Regions from separate parts of the Hordeum vulgare genome. Here region 1 is linked to region 2. A link is a contact called in public Hi-C data. All regions are on one chromosome and are shown on one strand. The core of a region is the stretch at or near the end of the contact, and the rest is flanking DNA. Distances in the headings are between cores, read along the strand shown.

Evidence for each region. A called contact is a pair of places that touch in the nucleus more often than the background predicts.
Region 1: a contact with region 2 is called in a Hi-C map of leaf, with 9 times the contacts expected there. The contact joins two enhancer-like sites. A contact is called at or near these places in 2 of 6 Hi-C or Micro-C datasets (leaf and seedling) and 1 of 1 datasets of contacts at active chromatin or transcription factors (embryo).

Annotation. Positions count from the first base shown.
Region 1 is chr3H:416,974,452-416,980,115 of MorexV3_pseudomolecules_assembly, forward strand. It overlaps the pseudogene LOC123440073. Among protein-coding and RNA genes, the nearest start is that of LOC123444043, 200 kb to the right of the region's middle. Within about 2 kb of position 3,725, at least 3 of the 3 cell types and tissues checked have open chromatin away from gene starts, as enhancers often do. A contact at or near this core is called in leaf, where this site is marked.
Region 2 is chr3H:416,845,235-416,851,518 of MorexV3_pseudomolecules_assembly, forward strand. No RefSeq gene overlaps it. Among protein-coding and RNA genes, the nearest start is that of LOC123444042, 300 kb to the left of the region's middle. Within about 2 kb of position 3,832, at least 2 of the 3 cell types and tissues checked have open chromatin away from gene starts, as enhancers often do. A contact at or near this core is called in leaf, where this site is marked.

The DNA.
Region 1 (5,664 bases), core at 2,475-4,974, 130 kb after region 2:
TGGTCCCTCAACTTCCGCAAAAGTTTAGACTTGGTCCCTTAGCAGTTTTTGGTATACATTTGGTCTTCCAAATCTCGAAACCGGTTACATTTGGTGCAAAACCAGATCTTATGCACGGTGATCGGGTTGGCAACCAAGATGCTCGGATGCGATAGGTGCTTGAAAAATTGTGTGGTGTTTCGACATTTGAGGAGCTCGTGGTGAAAAATCAAATTTTGGCTAACAAAAAACCTAATTTTTTGGCTAGAGCTCCTCAGATGCTATTTCACCACAAAAAATTGCACGCACCTAGCGCACCCAAGCATGTTGGTTGTCACAATTTTTTAAATTTGCTTGCTATTTTTTTAGAATTTACTGTTCATCGGTCAAACCCGATCAAGCTAGTCAAATATGGTCAAACCCTGGTCAACGCGTTCAAAATCTGCTTTTGGATCGAACTTATCCAGTTTTGAGACTTGAAGAACCAAATGTATACCAAGAAATCTTGAGGGTGCTAGTCTATACTTTTGGGGAACTTCAGGGACCGAAAATATACTTTTCTCTAAAAATTACAATGGTTTTAATATAAGATAGTGTGACTCCTTTCACATAGGAGCCACACAATGTAGTGTGATTCATTTCATCTAGACACACATAATCAGAAGTGTGACCCCGTATGCCACGCTGACCGTGTAGTGCTCATATGTCAAACGTTACACAGTGTAGTGTGATGCCTGACTATCGGACATCACATGAAAAAAATAGACGTATGACTTTCTTTTGCATACAGTTTACTTTATAAATTAGTTGGGTCTATAAGTTAGATTTGTCGATTCTGCCCACATATAATGGCGTGTGTAGCATTTTGTTGTCATTTCACGATGACCATCCATCATGACATTTAACATTTGATAGCGGAGGTCGTTGCATAGACGTCCACATTCTTCTACAACGACCGCTCCATACCACACACGATTTGGTTCATCATAGTGCATGAATTACGGTTTGGTTAATCATAGATGAATTTCTTAAAGCATCTACAACCTCCAACCTCAAATCCTCCTCAAACATACGCATCTGCAATCGGTTAACAAATGGACAAAAAAGAGAAGGAAAACTGATTCAACCGAACTCCTTATATTATCCTTAGAGCATCCACATCCTCACGCTCCAAACCTGTCTCAAATGCTCGAGCTGGCTAACCAGTCCCAAAAAATTGACCCACATGGACACCTCAAACCGGCCTCAAACGCCGAGTTGTCCTAGACCCATCATATCTAGCTTAAATTTAGGAGGATGTGGGGCGTCTGTGTCATGCCTAGGCGCGTCGGCCACATGCTAGCTGACAGGCCGGCTCACCATCGACCACACCGTTGTCCCACAAAATACCAAGCCCGACGCCCCGCTCCAAAATCCTAGCTCACTCCCACACACCCTCTCTCTGTCCTCTTCTCTCCTTCTCCGATCCAATCCAATTCAATAAAATGTCGAGCTCCACAGCCACACTGGCTTCGATCTCGATTACAAGGAGGAGCTGCCCCTCAGCATTGCCTTGGAGCGGTTCAAGGTGGACACCGGCGGTAGCTCTGGATCTGTAGCATCACCGCAGCTCCCGCTCCGGTGCAGCACGGACGCCGGAGATGAACCCTCCCGGCCCACGGGCAACTTTGTCAGAACAATGCAGTCTGCACCGCCCCCCGCCATCTCCTTCACCCGCTAGCCACTCCTCCACGCAAGCAGCGTTGGGCGTTGGTGCCCGTGCCGGTTCGCACACGCACTCCGGAATGGGAGGCGTGCGCCACCAGCAGCGAGAGGCATCGGGCAAGGAAGAGAGACGTTGAAAGGACCGAGATGACAACAAGAGGGGGTGAATAAGTGTTTTGAAACTTTTACGGATTTTGCTTATCCTAATGCGGAATTAAAGTAAACGAATATTTTTCAAGCATAAATCCTAAATATGCCAGGCTCAAGTAAGTGCACCAACAACCTATACTAAACAAGATAGGCACATAAAGAAACTAGCAAGCACAAACAATATCACAAGATATGAAAATGTAGGCGCAACTAAGCAATTATATTCTAACTATCACAAGACATATCAAAATGGGCATGTATGAATTGGAGAAAGTAAAAGGTGTGGGAATGAGATAACCACAAGTGAGCCGGGGACGCAGATTGTAAATTCATCAAAATTGAAAAGAACTTCATAATTTTACGAAAAATCATCGATTTGAAACAACTTCAAGCATTTACATAAAAATAAAAGTAAAACAGAAAAGAAACATGAAAACATTAAATAAAATAAAGGGCATTATACGTAGACAGATAAGGACGGAAGTAAATGTTCACTAACTAGCAATTGTCCATGTCGTTAGTGCAGTTGGAACTTTCACAGACAAGTTAGTAGGTCTTGGGTTCAAGCTCATGCGGTTGCGGACGTATCTTACTTTTTACTATTTTTAAATAGAACGAAAAAGGCAAATCGATGGACCGGTCCAGTAGCAGAAGAGGGGATGCGCTCCAGGCACCGGTTTGCCCACGGAGCATCAACACTCGCACACAAGATAAGACACTCGCACACATCCTCACAAGATAAGACAGTTTTTTGTGTCTCACGTCACCTCGCTCGCTTGATGGATGGGAAAAAACCAATAACTGCTGTTTTCAGTTTCTCAGAGATTTTATTTAGAAAACATCTTCATGGATTACAAAAAACAAAAAAAGATTATTTTAAGAAACTGAAAATAGTTAGAAATATGAAAAAACAACAACACATTTTTAAGAACAAATCACATATTTAGCATTTTATTATGATTTTAGAAAATTCCACGAATTTGTTTCTTTCAGGAATTAGAAAAATCGTGAATTCATAAAAGATCCTAAATACAAAAAAGCATCTGCAAGAAACCAAAAGATTGTAAAAATGATCGTATTTCAAAAAATGCTCTCATTATAAAAAAAGTCATAATTTTTAAATTTTGTTCATGAGTTAGAAATATGTTCGTGTTCTTTTAAAATTGTCCGCGTTTCCAATTTTGTTCAGGATTTTTCAAAACTGTTCTTAGTTTTTAAAATTTGTTCTCAAGTTTAAAAAATATTCATGCTTTAAAAATTATTCGTACTTCAATATTTGTTCAGGCATTTTGAAAATTGTTCTCCGTTTCAAAATTTTGTTCTCAAGATTCAAAAAATGTTTATGCTTTAAAAATGTGTTCGCTCTTCCAAATTTATTCGGGTTTTTTGTAAAAATTTCTCGGTTACAAAATTTGTTCTCAAAACTGAAAAAATGTTCGTGCTTTAAATTTTTTCGCATTTATAAATTTGCTTGGGTTTTTCAAAATTGTTCTCCTTCTTAAAATTTTGTTCTAAAGATTCAAAAATTGTTCGTTTCATTGTTCGTGCTTCAAAATTTGTTCATGATTTTTCAAAAGAACAGGTAACAAAAAAGGAAAAAGTAACAAAAAAGGGAAAAAAGTAACACAAAAAAGAATAAACAAGTAACAAATTTGTTCACGATTTTTCAAAAGAAAAGGTACAAAAATATTGTTCGCGATTCCAAATTTGTTCATGGTTCCAAAAGAAAAGGAAAAAGGTAAGAAAAACGAACCAAAAAAGGAAATAAGCAGAAAAGGAAAAAAGTAAAAGAAAAATGGAAACGAAGCTGGGCCAGCCCAGTTGTGGCACCCCCCTCCGCGACGCAGGACTCCGTGCAGCAAAGAGCGGCAGGAGCTCCACGGAGCAGGGTGCTCTTGTTCGATGCTGAGGTCGCCGGCTAGCGATACTGACACTCGCATGCCTCGTGTAATGGGCTAGCCCAGAAGACACAGTGAGGAGCGAGGAACGTTATCGAAAAAAAGGGTTCAAAATATGGAAGAATCAGGAGTCGATCCGTGCCTGCGTGTACCCAAACCAACGACCATAGCCACAAGGTCGAACTGTCCCGATGTCGATTCGAATGACAAAACCTTCTTATTATTTACCAACCTGTTATGCAGAATATTTTATGGTAAAATGAAAAAAAATGAAAAATGAATCCACAATAAAAATGTGAATTTGAAGAAAGTTAATAAAATTTAAAGGTTCGTGTAAACTGAAAAGAAATATAGAAATTTGCGAACACTTCACGAATTTGCAAAAAGTTCCAAAAAATTAGGATAAAGTTCTTGAAATTTGAAAAAAATCACTAATTTGAAAAATGTTCATCAGTTTACAAAAATTTCATTGATTTCAAACAATAAGTTTGCCAATTTAAAAGGTGCATTAATTTTGGTAAAAGTTTGTCGATTTGAAAAAATTATTTAAAATTGCAAAATAATTCATCGAGTTGAAAAACTTCATGGATTTCGACAAGAAGTTCACCGAATATTTAAAAAGTTTATGGATTTTGAAAACCGTTCATAAAATTTGAAAAAAGTTCATCGATGTTTTTAAAAAAACTTCATGGACTTTGAGAAAAAGTTCATCAAATTTGAAAGATGATCATGGATTTTGACGAAAGTTCATCAAATTTGAAAATATGCATAATTTTTTTTAAACAATTTCATGGATTTTTAAAAAAAGTTCATCAAATCTGAAAAAAGGTCATCGATTTTTTTTAAAAGTTCATGGATTTTGACAAAAGGTTCACTGAATTTTCATTTTTTTCAGTGGGTTTGTAAAAAGTTCATTGAATTTGAAAAAATGTTCAGTTGAATTTGAATGGAAATTCATCAAAACTGAAAAAGAACTTCATAATATTTTAAAAAATCATCGAGTTGAAACAACTTCACGCATTTTTATAAAAATAAAAGTAAAACAGAAAAGAATCAGGAAAACATTACACAAAATAAAGGGCACTAGCAAAAGGCCCCGTGCGTTGCAACGGGAGAAAAAAACCACCATCTTAAGTACTAAGTCAGTAATTTTCAAAGAAATAAAATGCATTCCCAAATGGCAGGACTATTGGTATGGCAGATAAACGCACACTGGATTTATTTCAAGCGTGATGACGCACTGATACATCCATTCAAACATAAATATAGTGCTGATATCACAACTTCATTAAGAAAAATAGAGTATAGCTGCAGCTGAAATTTAACACGGAAGTTCAAGCCTCACACAAGAGATGATTAATACTAAATTATAGCTATGAATCTATGATTATTAAAACTAACACAAGCGATGCTAAATAGGATAATCTTCTGTTGGAGATCAGAAATGCAGCCTTCCTCCCAATCTTGCTGAGAGGATTTCTTCACTTATGCATCAGGAGTATGGTTCGTCACATGATAATTAATCATGATGATCATCGCTTCTTAACTCTTTTCCTTGTTTCCCTCAAATTAGAAAATCAAACCAAACATTAAAAATGATCATTTGTATAAGGGAGGAGCTGCCACAATTTAGTACAAACCTTAATTTTTCCGGGCCTCCTGCTGCGGCGCGTTCTGGTTCTGGTTCCGGGCTATGACAGGCTCCTCACGGACTGAATGCACTGGAGTTTCAGTTGGTTGCTCTTCAAAGCCTTCATCATACTCCTCATCAGATGTGTCTTCGTAAGCGTTTAAGTCAACCCGGTAGCTGAGGGTCCCTCCTATCCCACCATAGCCCATACAGAACTGAGATCCTTCCTCCGCATTATTCGTGATGAGCTCCACGCGCAACCAAACTTCCGATAGTTTTCCGCGAACCACTCCAGTAGCAAGG
Region 2 (6,284 bases), core at 2,582-5,081:
ATGTGCTATTATGTGTCTTGCATGGTAATAAATGACTACCCTATGATACTAGCATATGATACTATGCATTATGGATGTGGTATCATAGACTAGTATCATATGCATGATACTAATATATGATACTAACCATTACAACCAGCTTGAAAGTAGTATCATACAATAGTAACATATGCATGATACTATTATATGTTACTACCCATTATGAGCAGCCTTTGTTCATTGCATGTAATGATATTAATTAGCAAATGAACATTAAATTTTTTCGTTTTCCTCTTCGCCTTGGTCGCGGTGTACAACATAAGATGACTTATAAACCAAAACGGAGGGAGTAGTACTCTATAGATGCCTTTTTTTAGTTGTACTCTATAGATGCCTTGAGAAGTCTGAAGTCGGCCACCCCGAGTCAAAATAGCAAATCTGAAGATGCAAAAAGGAACAAGCGCCACATGACAGTGGACAGTTTGGCCCCGATAATTTAACAGTTGATGGGCCGATGGTAGACTTGGTCAAGTGAGGAGGCAACCAGCCAACAACTGCTAATGTATGCAATGCAAGTAGTAACAGTTATATGTAGAGCAAATTGGGCGAGTCTAAACCTTTTATAATCCTGCGCAGCATCCTGTGATGACCTGGGACTGGGACTGGGACTGGGAGGTAGACTCATGTTGCTGTCGCGTGTGACCCACTGCCTCATTTGTTTGACTTGCTCCAAACTCCTTCTAGTCTTATAATTTCTGTGAGATCTGAAGGGCGATCCGAAATTCTGATCCCCTATACTAGAATAAACGAGCCTCACCTGCTCCACATCGTTGCGGGCACGATTGCCACCGGTGAGTGTGCTGAATTTGAATATGTGCCGTGAGGGGGGCACGCACAGCAAAAGATTCCGATGCAACGTACATCAAGCGAGGTTATTTGTGTTTTCGCTTGTTTTTTAGGGAGTGCTCCGTAACCAGAGCAGGGCGGTCTGGTTCGAAATGGTAGGAGTAGTTTGCTCATGAAAACGACAAGCCGGTCAGCTCTGGTGCAAGAGTAAGGTAAGCATCTGCCCTTGTCACGGTCCATTCTCCTCTCTTTGTTTGTGTATAAGCCTGATAAGGTTGACCCGTATCCAGCATCCACGGCCATAAATCCCATGACGACATACTTGACCGCTCCGCACACAGCGACTAGCCTTCTTTCGGACTCCAACTGGCCGCACGTCGCTCTCGGGCGCGCTCCACGTCGCCGTCCGGCCGTCCGGACGCCGACCGACGTCCGCCGCGCCGGGCTGCGCTTGAGCGACGTCGCCCGCACGCGCAAGCTCCCGCGCGGACGCCCTCATCCTTGTGCAAGCCTGATCCACCCGACGGCCGGCGCAGTGGAGGAAGGAAAACGGCGCCGATCGTACCGTGTCGCACCGCACCGCACGGGCACCGCCCAGGGACGCGCGGCGCAACACGTGGGCTCCTTCAATTTCATACATCATCCTTGCACTTGCACTTGCACGGCCAGCCGGCCAACGAGCGTGACATGCGCCCAACCGTACGCCCCAAAGTTCACTCACATGCCCCGGCCCTCTCTCCACCTCCCCAAACCAAAATTTGAAGCCTACATACTCCCTCTTTTCCGGTTTAAAGGGTTCATTTTAAAATTTGCATGTAGTACGTACGTACATATTCTAAGTATCTCTAGACAAATACTACAGCCCACTTAGCATATACTGTAGCTTTGCCAATGCATGTTGCATGGTAATAATTGAACAATATTCTTGCTTTCTGTTCCTTCCCTTCACAAGTGAAGAGATGGTTGTGCGTGCACGCAAGAGAGATGTGTTTTCCTTGGCCACGAGCACGAATGGCTAGTGCACTAGCTAGCTAGGTTTGCCGACCGTAGCTTAGCACTGGTTGTTTGGTGGTGATTCGCGGGCACAAAACTCCGCAATCACCTCTAATTCTTCTACTTATTCGGCGAGGGGATGGGAGGAGATCGAAAGCGATAGTACGTATGAGCATAGGGTAAAGCACGCCCCTAGAAATATTTGTCGACTGATTAGTTAATTAGCTGCAAGAAGCATGGCATGCGTTGTTTTTGTGTGCTTTACTTACCAAGTAGAGAGAACTTTGATGCTTGCACGGCATGAAACAATCAACAACGGAATAGTTTAATCTCAGGGCTTGACTTGATCTGGTTAGACAGACCTAACCGAGTCAAACTCATCTCTTAGCTTGGACCACAACATGCACGTTCAACTTGGACCAGTGACCTCGGCCTCACATGAGCATGATGCCATTGCCATGCATGCATTGTTTCACTTCCATCAGCACAAGTTATCTCCTTGTAATTTCCTTGAATTTCCACTTTATTTTTACTTTTGTGCCAGTTAGCATAGCAGTGCATAAGGTTCATTTTCCTTCCTTTCTTAATTTGCCTAGTGATTGTTCAAAAATAATTATTCAGGTGGGACCCCCCCCCCCCTCCCCTCCCACGGTGATTGTTCAAAAAAATTATTTGCCCAGTCATGTGCGGCATTATATGTGCAGATCTTTTCCCACGGAAAAAAATGTGTAGACCTTATTATGTGAAAAAAAAGTCACATACTCACTCCGTCCCAAAATTCTTGTCTTAGATTTGTTTAGATACAAATGTATCTAGTTAAATTTAGTATTTAGATACATTCATTTCTACACAAAGCTAAGACAAGAATTTTAGGACGGAGGGAGTACTATGTAGTAACTATGCATACAAAAAGTCACTTTGAAGGAGGAGCTCCAGTGAGGCCTATATTTTGTGCCAAAATAATATTTTGAAGTTTTAAATTTTTTTGAAAAAAAATCAACATGTTTATATGGATGTATATTACACATTTCTGAAATGCACCGATATAAATAACCATGTCAGTTACACAAAAATGAAAAATCATGATTTGAAAAGATGAATAGTGCAAGTACCCCCTTCATTCCTAAATATAATTTTTTAGAGATTTCACTATAAACTGCATACGAATGTAAATAATCATATTTTAAAGTATAGATTTACTCATTTTGCTCCGTATGTAGTCAGTAATACAATCTTTATAAAGACTTATATTTAGGAATAGTGGGTGTATTATTTACTACTCCCTCCGTTCCAAAATAAATGTCTCAAGTTTGTACTAGCTCTCTAATATAAAATTGCACCAAGCTTGAGACGGTTATTTTGGAAAGAAGAGAGTATTTACAAATCGTCATATTGTCATTTTTGTATAGCTCACATGTTTACTAACTTATCACCAAACTTTACACATGTGTAATATACATCCATACGATCATGTAAAACTCTTGTCAATTTTTTTTGAAACTTCAGATGTCATATTTAACTATTTACAATAAGGTCCTCCAATGCACCCGGGCTTCAAAAATCTACTCTCCTTTGCATATTGTCGATGAGTCTCTTATGTCTCATTAAAAAAAATGATTGAGTTTACAGGTCTTTTTTCTTGAAACAATGTTTACAGGCCTATATCTATATGCATCATGCATGCTCTACATGCGGTGATGCTTATTCGCGCAATCACTGGGATCTTTTCTTTTCCACGTTCAAAGAGGCGCTTGTAGCTAGTAGCTGCTGCCTGCGCAGGAACAGTATTCAACGACAACAACATCTGGACACTGCCATTTTTTTCCATCAAGCACGTTTTGACACCGGGAAATTAAAAGATCCAAAGCTAGCCCACAAGGTTGAAAATTTTGCCATGTCCCAGTTTCACCCTGCATGCCGTTCGCTCTTCCGACTAGATAGAGAGCCACCGTCTTGACTGGGTCATAGTCCCGGCCACATGTCTCTTCGGTCGTCATAGAAAAGGAAAGGAAAGGTGCCATGCAAGTGGTAGGGTCTGATGGGCCTGGAGACCTCTCATTTCCGATCCCCTTCCAGATAACACGACGTGGATAGCTTTCTCCAGTCTGAAACTGACTTGCTTTCCTGTTCATCCTGAAAGTGATCTGAGTTGGGAGTTGGAACTGCTCGGCTTGCCCTTCCCACTTTTGGCCTCAGCTATCTGGAAGAAGATTTTACATGGATCTCTTGGAGATAATGGAGGTATATCATGCATGATATGCCAAGCTGAATGGGTGGTTTGGTCAGTCAATGCATGGGACTGGGAGAGGGTCCATGGTGCAATGAGCATTTCTGTGCTGACACATTTACCATTGCTTAGGGTTCCCCTTTAATTGCATGCATCATCAGCCAGTTGATACCTACGGAAGCCTTTTAGTATTTAAGCCGGGATTACTTCCCCCTCGCGTCGCCTCCCCTCGGGCGACGCTAGGGGCCCCCGAAGCCCTAGCCGCCAGAGCGGTCCCCTCCTTCCTCGGCCGCCGCTGCCGCCGGCAAGGGCCGCGGTGGCGGCGGGCCATGCGCCTCAGAGCCAGGGCGGGTGGTGCCGCGGAGCCCCAGCGAGGCGAAGGGGCCGTCGCGCGCAGGGAAGACAGGGGCGGCGGTCAGGGCGGCGGACCTGATGTGCGGCGGCGTTTGTGGCCCCATGGCCGGCCTTGGTTAGGTTGGATGGCGGCGGAGGCGCTCCATCCGGCGAGGGCAGCGGCTGCGCGCAAGGGCGGTCATCGAGGACTGCGGATCTGGCGTTTCCTGCCCAGATCCGTCACGGCTTGGACTTCTTCGGCCGGTGGTCTTCGTCTACATGACGTGCCTCCCTCGGTTCCATCCAGCCACGAGATCGGGGGGTCGCGACTTCCGGTGAAAATCACGCCGACCTCGGTCATGGCGGACGATGGCGGCGTCTAGGACGTCGTTACCAGCCCATGTCATCGTTGTTGCAGGTCGTGGCACCACACTCATGATGCTCCAAGGAAAACCTTAGATCTGGATCTACCGGTCGGACGATGATGGCATCTTCGATGTCATTTCCCTCCTGAGGGCATCGTTTTGGAGTACGTGTTGGGTGGACGGGACAAGAGGAGGAGCGGTGTTTGGTCTACCGTGAGCCATACGGTGTAGCCCGGCGGCATGGCACTGCGGTGGTTCGTCGACAGGCACGTGTAGGCGGATACATGCAGGATGGTGATGCTGTCTGGCACCGTGGTGGCGTCGACGGCAGACCTCGCAAGGATGATGCGTTTGTTATAGCTCTGAAGAGGGTACGGTGGTAGATGGTGGAGGCGGCCTCTGCGCCGGACCAGTTTGGGATCCAGTCTCAGTGGTGGCTGGGCTGGAGCATCAGACTATAGATGTTAGGATTTGGTGCGATATCTTTTGGTATTTGGCCTGGATATTCAGCACACCTTCATCAAGAAATAGGAGTAGCAACATGTGTTGTCTAGATGGTGGCTTCAGGCTGACTGATGTATTACTTTGTATAGTCTCTGTAAATAATTAATAAAATGGTTGTATACATCGTCTAGATGCAGAGGCCGGGGGTATATCCTCCTTTTCTAATTAAAAAAAATCAGATTCAACCTCATGTGATCAGTCTGTCTCTATTCTACGTGGCCTGCTCTACGCACAGTTGCACAATGCAAACATAGTACTGCACGAAGCAGTCTCTAATTTGCCACAAGCTAAACCGCCCTACTAGCTGTTTTCTAGGCAAGAAATAATTATTTTCAATTATAATTATTCAGATACAGAAAAAGTAGCTGCTATTAGTAGTTACATCAAAATAAAAAGAAAACACCTAGGGCTTCTTTCCTTGTGATGATAACAGCACTTAATGAAATACTAGGAGACTAAGCTGTCTGCTTGCTCCTCTGCTGACCGCACAAAAATTGAGGGTCATCGGTTTGATCAACACGCGTCGCGGGACGCCGTTGGCTCGCGTGGGGGTATCCTTATGTGCTGGTGCTCAGACAAGTTATCCGCCAGTGCGGTCGTGGCGCGACCTTTCTCGCTCACGGTGTGTTTCTCGTCGGTGGGAGGAGGTCCGGCATGGTCCTTGACCACGGTATATGGCCCCCATGATGATCAACGGAAGAGTGACTTCCTGGCGGAGCTAGGTGGGATTCATAACTCCATGACCGGTCCGTGGCTTATCATCGGCGATTTCAATCTAATAACGGACCCACGAGATAAAAGCAATAGTAGGGTGTGCCATCGATGGATGTTGAAATTCCGGCGTACACTGAACTCCTCTAATCTATGTGAGATACCGCTTATTGGGCGCAAATTTACATGGAGTAATGAACATGCTGTACCCACTCTGGTTCGCCTGGACCGTGCCTTTTGCAATATGGACTGGGAGTTGATCTTCACTGCAGCCAAACTGCTTCCGCAATCATCAGCGATCTTCGATCGTTGCCCATTGCTTCTTC